Linked DNA regions of Anas platyrhynchos: region 1 is linked to region 2. A link is a contact called in public Hi-C data. All regions are on one chromosome and are shown on one strand. Each heading gives the region's core, a stretch centred on a gene start, on an enhancer-like site or on the middle of the called end of the contact. The rest is flanking DNA. Distances are from core to core; before and after follow the strand shown.

The links. A called contact is a pair of places that touch in the nucleus more often than the background predicts.
Region 1: a contact with region 2 is called in a Hi-C map of subcutaneous adipose tissue, with 1.9 times the contacts expected there. The contact joins the promoter of POLR1A here to the enhancer-like site in region 2. A contact is called at or near these places in 2 of 8 Hi-C or Micro-C datasets (liver and subcutaneous adipose tissue).

The regions. Positions count from the first base shown.
Region 1 is chr4:73,747,382-73,751,009 of IASCAAS_PekinDuck_T2T, reverse strand. POLR1A (RNA polymerase I subunit A) reads left to right here and starts at 1,916. Exons shown (of 34, transcript XM_027455734.3): 1 at 1,916-2,082; 2 at 2,583-2,787; 3 at 3,411-3,560. The coding sequence starts at 2,006. PTCD3 (pentatricopeptide repeat domain 3) reads right to left here and starts at 1,868. Exons shown (of 24, transcript XM_072037871.1): 1 at 1,723-1,868; 2 at 428-474. The coding sequence starts at 1,793.
Region 2 is chr4:73,574,603-73,578,086 of IASCAAS_PekinDuck_T2T, reverse strand. No RefSeq gene overlaps it. Among named protein-coding and RNA genes, the nearest start is that of ATOH8, 12 kb to the left of the region's middle. Within about 2 kb of position 1,781, at least 2 of the 8 cell types and tissues checked have an H3K27ac peak or open chromatin away from gene starts, as enhancers often do. A contact at or near this core is called in subcutaneous adipose tissue, where this site is marked.

The DNA.
Region 1 (3,628 bases), core at 667-3,166, 170 kb before region 2:
AACTCATTCACAAAGGAAGATGCAGGAAGTCCTGATTACAACCTCCAGAAGCACTGCAGAGGTGCTCCTCTCCCACAGCCTGTAGCAGCAATATGGTACAGAATGTGGAGAAGAAAACTCTGAGGATTAAGGTGAAAATCTCCTTGCTATTGGATGTTGTCACTATCAATTTTATTCTGTTTCAAGGAGCAGCTGGACAGCTGATGGAAGTGAACAATTCAGTTCATGCTCTCTGATCAGAGCTGGCTGGTGGTAAGGGTAATCAAACAAATTAAGCCAGGAAACCTCTTCACAATGAAGATGAGGGGAAAGAGAAAGTAATAAAGGGAAAGAGGGTGCTTAGTGTCTTCTTTATCTCATGACAGAGTATATGGTGTGAAAATTAAAAAAAAAAGGGAAGAAACAAGTAATTGAAGTACAACCATACCTTCTATGTTTTCCGCAGCCTTCTGAGCTGTACTGCTGGAAGAGCACCTATAAACCAAACAGTTTTCAGTGTATAGCAGTCACGCTAATATAACAAAAACAGATTAATGAGATTCTGGACTACGAGTCAAAGTTAATTAAAACGTTAATGAGGAAAATATAACTGGAAATGTTGTATTGTTAGTAACCCCAAACGACTGTTATAAAACTCACATTTGATGTTTCTCTTGTGGCACTAATTTCTGGAGACAAGAGGATATGCAAATAAAATTGCATTGGATAAATTTTATGATTGTTTTGGGGGGGTATCATGGCTTTAAAGTAGTTTTCTCAAATTATTGCATCTTAGAAAGGAAATCCTGCATGGAAATTAGAAAAGCCAGTCTATGTTTTAGAGGTGGGACCTTGCTGAAAGCAGGACCTTTCCTTAAGCACTCTAGACAAGCACGGTGCTTTTATATGCTTTTATACGAGTGGAATACCATGAGATGGGAGGTAGTGAAAGCAGACCTGTTTACTTCCAGCTGCGCAGCCCCGGCAGGGCTGCAGAGCTAATTTTATACCCAGGGCTGCAGAAGACATATTTGTATTAACTTGTTCTTTATGTGCTTGCACGTGGGTCAGAGTTTGACATAATGCCTTCTTACATCTGTTCAGGCTTTACTGCTTTTAACGTAAAAAAAGCCTTACATTAAGGTACTTTTTCCACCCCTCATGGAACATTCCAACACTAAAGCCTTATTGAAACTCTGACAGGGAAACGGCCTTTAATGCTGACCTTGACCCTAAAGGGGACACTGTTAGGGTGTTTTTGTGCTTTGAAGCGCCATGAACAGCTGGAACTGCCCCTTAGCCCCTTATCAATCCACACGTTGATATGACCGTTTATGGCTCCCCCATCTCAAAATTTGGCCCCCAAACAGGTGGTATAGTTGGCTCAAGACCCCTTCCCACTGGAGCTGCCCCTTTTCCAGCACTAAGAACCACTTTACCACCTCAACCCCCCTCAGGAAACGAAAAAGATCCTCGAAACCCCCCAAACCTGTCAGACTCCCCTCACAGAACCCCCCCCCTCCCCCCCCAAAGCCCCCTCAGGGGCATCCCCGAGGCCGCGCATGCGCAGAGCCCAGCGGCGCGGACCCACCCCCAGGGCGCATGCGCGGCGTTTCCCGCCTCACTCCCCCCCCCCCCTCCCTCCGTCCCCTCAGGGGCTTCTTCCTCACGGCCCCACTACCCCCAGCCCCTTTCCCCCCACCCCGCCGAGGGCTCGCCCTTTACCGGCCGCCCAGCCCTTACCGGTAGCCCCTCCGCCTGCCCAGCGCCACCGCCTGCCGCCAGGAGCCCGCCGCCAGCCGCCCGGCCGCCATGCCGGCCCCCTCAGCGCGCAGCGCCTCCTGGGCGGCGGGGCCGTACCACTGCCGAGGCGGGGAGGGGACGCCAGCCCTGCCCCCGCCGCCTCCCCTCAGCCGTGGTACGTCCCGGCACCGCCTCGCCCCTTCCCGTCCCCCCCCTCCGTTCTTTTCCCGCGTGGTTCCGCCCGTGGCGCAGCGGCCGGGGGAAAGCAGCTCGCCCCTTCGCCATGAGGCCGCCCAAGGTGGTGCCGTGGTGGCGGTTCGCCAGGGTGTCCTTCGGGATGTACACGGCTGAGGAGATCAGGTGAGCAGCCGAGGCGGGTTTGTTCCTTCCTCCCTCCCCGCCCCCCCGCCGTGCCCTGAAGAGGTTTGCATGTGGATGGCGGACTACAACTCCCAGGGTGCTTTGCGCGGGAGTGCCGGCTGGGCTCTATGGGGTAAGGCCGTGAGGCATGCTGGGAGTTGTAGTCCCGGTGCGAGTTGGCCCTCAGTGATGGTGGCCCATGGGTTCCCCCTGGGTTCCCTCTGGGCTCCCTGTGGGGCTGTGGGAGCCAGGAGGCGGCGAGTAAAGGTTATTAATAAAGATCTAAAATTAATATTTACTGTTTTATGAGCAACTGTACCCAGACAATGTGGTTAACCATACATAAATCCCTGTTGTGTGTCCACCATGCTCTTAAAAATGTGTTTTTATCACTAAAATAGTCACCCAGGTGCTAAATGTCAATGCTGCTGGTCATATTCAAGTCTATGCGGCTTGGCTGTTGGCTCCAGCTGATTTTTGACCTTTTCTTTCATCTCCAGGAAGCTGAGCGTGAAAGCCATAACAGATCCTCAGTACCTGGATAATGTGGGCAATCCGTCCGTCAACGGGCTGTACGATCTGGCGCTGGGACCTCCAGATTCCAAAGAAGCCTGTGCAACTTGCATGCAGAACTTCAGCAACTGCCCGGGTCATTTTGGCCACATAGAGCTGCCTCTGACTGTCTACAACCCTCTGTTTTTTGATGTAAGTGTGCTTAATTATTGTCTCGCAGGTGAAATGGCTGACGGTGTTCAAGCTGTGGTAATTTGTAGTCCTTAAAAACAGAAAAGGTACTAAAATCTGCTTTTTCTCTTATTTTAGCTGTAGTTCTATTTAATAACCAGTAAATGTAGTCGAAAAGCTTTGTTGTGTCATGATAGTTCAATGAAAATAGACTTCGTAGACTTTTGCAAAATATGTACTTTGCTGTAGCTATTATTTTGTGCGCTATCGATAAGCAACATGGGGGGAGTGTTGATCACAAAACTATATCACCAACTGCAGGGTCTCATGGCTTAATTAAATAGATGGCACAGTAACAACTAGTACTTGTTCTCTTTGAATTGCTACTGCAAACTTAGATGAACAGCTACCTTCTTTTACCTTAGAATCTCAAAGTGCTTCCTAGACATTTAGGACATGGTTGAGCTCAGAATAGCAACATTTGTATATTTGTCCCTTTAGGTCCCCTTATTCCAAATAACTTATTCCAGAAAACTGTGCCAGTATGGATGAGACTCAACAACCTCTCCAGCAATGTGCTGAGTGACAATGTGTGTGTGAGCTAATATATCTACTAGGATAACTTTTTCCTCTTTTCTTCCCAGAAATTATACCTTCTAATTCGAGGTTCTTGTTTGAACTGTCACATGCTGACATGTACTCGAGCTGTGGTTCACTTACTGCTGAGTCAGCTGAAGGTTCTGGAGAACGGGCTGCTTCATGCTGTCCATGATCTTGAAGTCGTCCTGAACAGGGCAAGTACTCTGTCTTTTTCCATTCCTTTTTGAGTTGATACTACTGTAAATACAGACTTATCCTTACC
Region 2 (3,484 bases), core at 532-3,031:
TTTCAGATGTTTACTGAAGCTTTTCAGCTAGAAGCAGAAAGTTTATTTTCAGCTATTTTTTTTTTTAACTAAAAGATAGGGGTTTTAAATTTTATTTTATTTTGTAGAAGAAGAAGAAAACTTTTTTTTTTTTTTTTTTTTTTTTTTTTTTTTTTTTTTCTCTTTTCAGACCAGCTGTAGTTCATTCACTCTTCCAGATGGAGAAGAGCCCGATCAATGTCATTTTGAAGTGTCAAGCTCTGTGTGAACACTGGAACCCCTTAGTCGGGTCCTGGCTAGATAATTTTCACTCATGCCTGTCAAATGGCTTAGCTCCTTGCCATGGGAAAGACAAAAGGAAAACACAACATGTATGAAACTTTTCATAACAATTTCTGACAGGGTCCTAAAGCTTCTCAGAGTTGAAAGTATGCACACACATTAAACGCATGACTGCCTTTAGCATAAACCATTTGCACTCATGAGGTCTCTTTGAACATTCCTCTTTCCTAAGAAGTAGACCCCCACATACCAGGTTATGTGAACGGGGAAGGAATATTGCCTCAGGTGACAGCTGTATCCCTTTCTGGGGCCACACGAATGTCACCTCCCTGGTCTGCTGAGCATGGCTACTTTTGGTGCCTGGTTCTGGCAAGTTAGTTCGTTCCCAAAGGAACATGGCATTCTGGTGTCTGCCCATCCCTGAGCACAAGTACCAACCTGAGATGATCAACACACCCTAAATCAGGATGCCTTGCGCAGGCAGGACCCTAACTTTATAGTGCAGCCCATGGCACGTGGCTGAGATATGGCCTGAGCTAGGCTCACTGAATGACTCTCAGGCTTGACGGTGGAGACTTGCTGCTTCATCTATCACAAACTCTAGCCATCTGCTGGGTGCTGGTGCTCAGCCAGTTCTTCCTCTTCAGCGCCAAACCCCATGAGAGATAGATGAATGAGAAAATGAGTTTGGCAAGCTTGGTACTGGGAGAATTTGAGCGTATCTTCCTCCTTGGAGACAGGGGTTTGCACAAGGCACAAGGCCTTGCAGTGTCTGTGGGGAAGGAGAAACCCAGCTCTGCAAAGAAAAGAAAGATTTTGCATGTCCTTGTATGGTTTTGGGCATGGATACCTTATTTGTGACGCTTCAGGTGAAGCAGAGCTGGTGCTCTTCAGGACTTAGCATTGCTTCAACAGTGTGAGCTCGTGACGAGCTGAGCCTCCAGCCTTGAGGTTGAACAGGTGAGAAGTGCCTGAGAGAACGTCGCTCCTTTCTCCTGTCACCTCTCCCACCCTCAACTCAAACCTTGACCCTCTCAAAACCCTGAGTGTCTCACAATGCTGTGCCTGAGTGTGGGTGTGGGGTCCCAACCACGCAATGGCACTGTGGGCCCAAGCACTCAGCAGAATTTGGGTGCATGTTTCCACATACGGACGTCTTGCAGCACTCAGATTCATTGTTTGATCATTTGGTTCCACAAACAACTTGCTCCCTCCGCAGGAGGAATTATCCTTTTTCCATCAGTTGATTTTGGATCTTCCCACCGTGAAGCGATCCAAGCAGTGAAGAGCTTGTTAATCCTGTTAGTGCTGGGCTGCTCTGAATGCACTGACTCACAAGGTAGCAGTTGTCACCACTGAAAGCCTCAGCACAAGGAGATGTTTTAATTTGTGCTCCTGGGGCTGCCACACAGCCTCTGCTTCTCTTCTGAGTTCCCGCACGGTGGTGTCATGGAGGGACCCTCTGTGGTGCTCTTGCTCGAGGGCTCCACAGGCAGCACCGCTTGGCTCTGCAACGTGCAATCCTCTTGGCCACCGACGTGCTGGCTCTCCAGGGGGAGCTGGTAGAAGCGATGTGGGAAGCTCAAACCTGAAGTCATGCTTCCCTGCTTGCCAGAATGAATCATTAAATCATCTGCTCTCAGGCTGTGGCCAGCTATAAGCACCCGTGGAAAGGGAGAGTTCACTCTTCTGCCTCCATGCAGCCACATGGGGCCAAATCCCAGCCTGGTGCAACTCCAGTGCTTTTACACCAAGGTAAAACCTTGGTTTTTAACTCTTCAAAATGAAGCTAAAAGGTTTCTTTTCTTTTCTTTTCTTTTCTTTTCTTTTCTTTTCTTTTCTTTTCTTTTCTTTTCTTTTCTTTTCTTTTCTTTTCTTTTCTTTTCTTTTCTTTTCTTTTCTTTTCTTTTCTTTTCTTTTCTTTTCTTTTCTTTTCTTTTCTTTTCTTTTCTTTTCTTTTCTTTTCCTCTCCTCTCCTCTCCTCTCCTCTCCTCTCCTCTCCTCTCCTCTCCTCTCCTCTCCTCTCCTCTCCTCTCCTCTCCTCTCCTCTCCTCTCCTCTCCTCTCCTCTCCTCTCCTCTCCTCTCCTCTCCTCTCCTCTCCTCTCCTCTCCTCTCCTCTCCTCTCCTCTCCTCTCCTCTCCTCTCCTCTCCTCTCCTCTCCTCTCCTCTCCTCTCCTCTCCTCTCCTCTCCTCTCCTTTTTATTTATTTTTTTTTTATTTTTTTCCCCTCTCAGAAGTGCTTCAACCAAAGTGTCTTGAAGTTACCTGATAGTGTCCCTTTCTGGAGGGACCTCTTGCTTTATCTGAGCATCTACCAAGTCATTCTTTCCCCCTTGAGCCCACTGTAGCCATGTAGATTGAGAAGGGCAGAGAAAACAAGAAGGAGATCTCTGCAAGCAATGGGTCCTACCCCTTCGATATAGGTGGTCTTTTCTCCCTGCTGCCCGATGATCTGCCAGGAAATGTCCTGTGCCCATTGAATTTGAAGTTGGGCTGCCACAGCTGGCTATGGGTGAGCTAAAACTGTCAGACCTGGTTTTGGTTCCTGTTGGATAAGCCTTCTGGCGAAGCAAAGGACAAACTTGTTGAAAAGACAATTTTGTTTAGATTGAACAACTTCCCTAAGCACAAGTTCCTTCAGCAAAGCCAAAGATGGTGGCAAGTGGTATCTGGCAAGCAGAGCTTTTGGTTGATTCTCTCATCTCATTTCCTTTTTTGGGTGGAAACAAAGTGTTGTGCCTTTTTTCTCAATTACTGAGGCTCAGGAAAGCTGTCTTCAATGCCTGTTTGCAAAGGTGGAAAGGAACAGTAACAACAAACATGTAAATACTCCAACAGACTCCGAACGCCAAAATACAGAAAAATGGCTTGAGGTGTAGAATAACCACAATTGGCACACGACTTATTGATTACACCCGTCATATGATCAGCCCTTAGCTAGTTATAAATATTATATTAGAAGTATTAGTGAAACCAGATGGGTTGCATCCAGTCCAGAATGTGGTGAGCCTGCGGCCTGAAATAAAGAGGGAAGAAGCACAATGATTTGGCATTAAAAATCATCTTTGTGCTAGAACCAAGAACTGATGAAGAAAGAGGAAAAGTCACAAAGCCGGCTGGGCTATGCACATGATGCCTGGGAAATCATTTTTCTGAGTCCCAAGGCATCAAAATTTATTTCCCAAGAGTCTGCAGTCCCTATTGGACCTTTCATCCTGATGC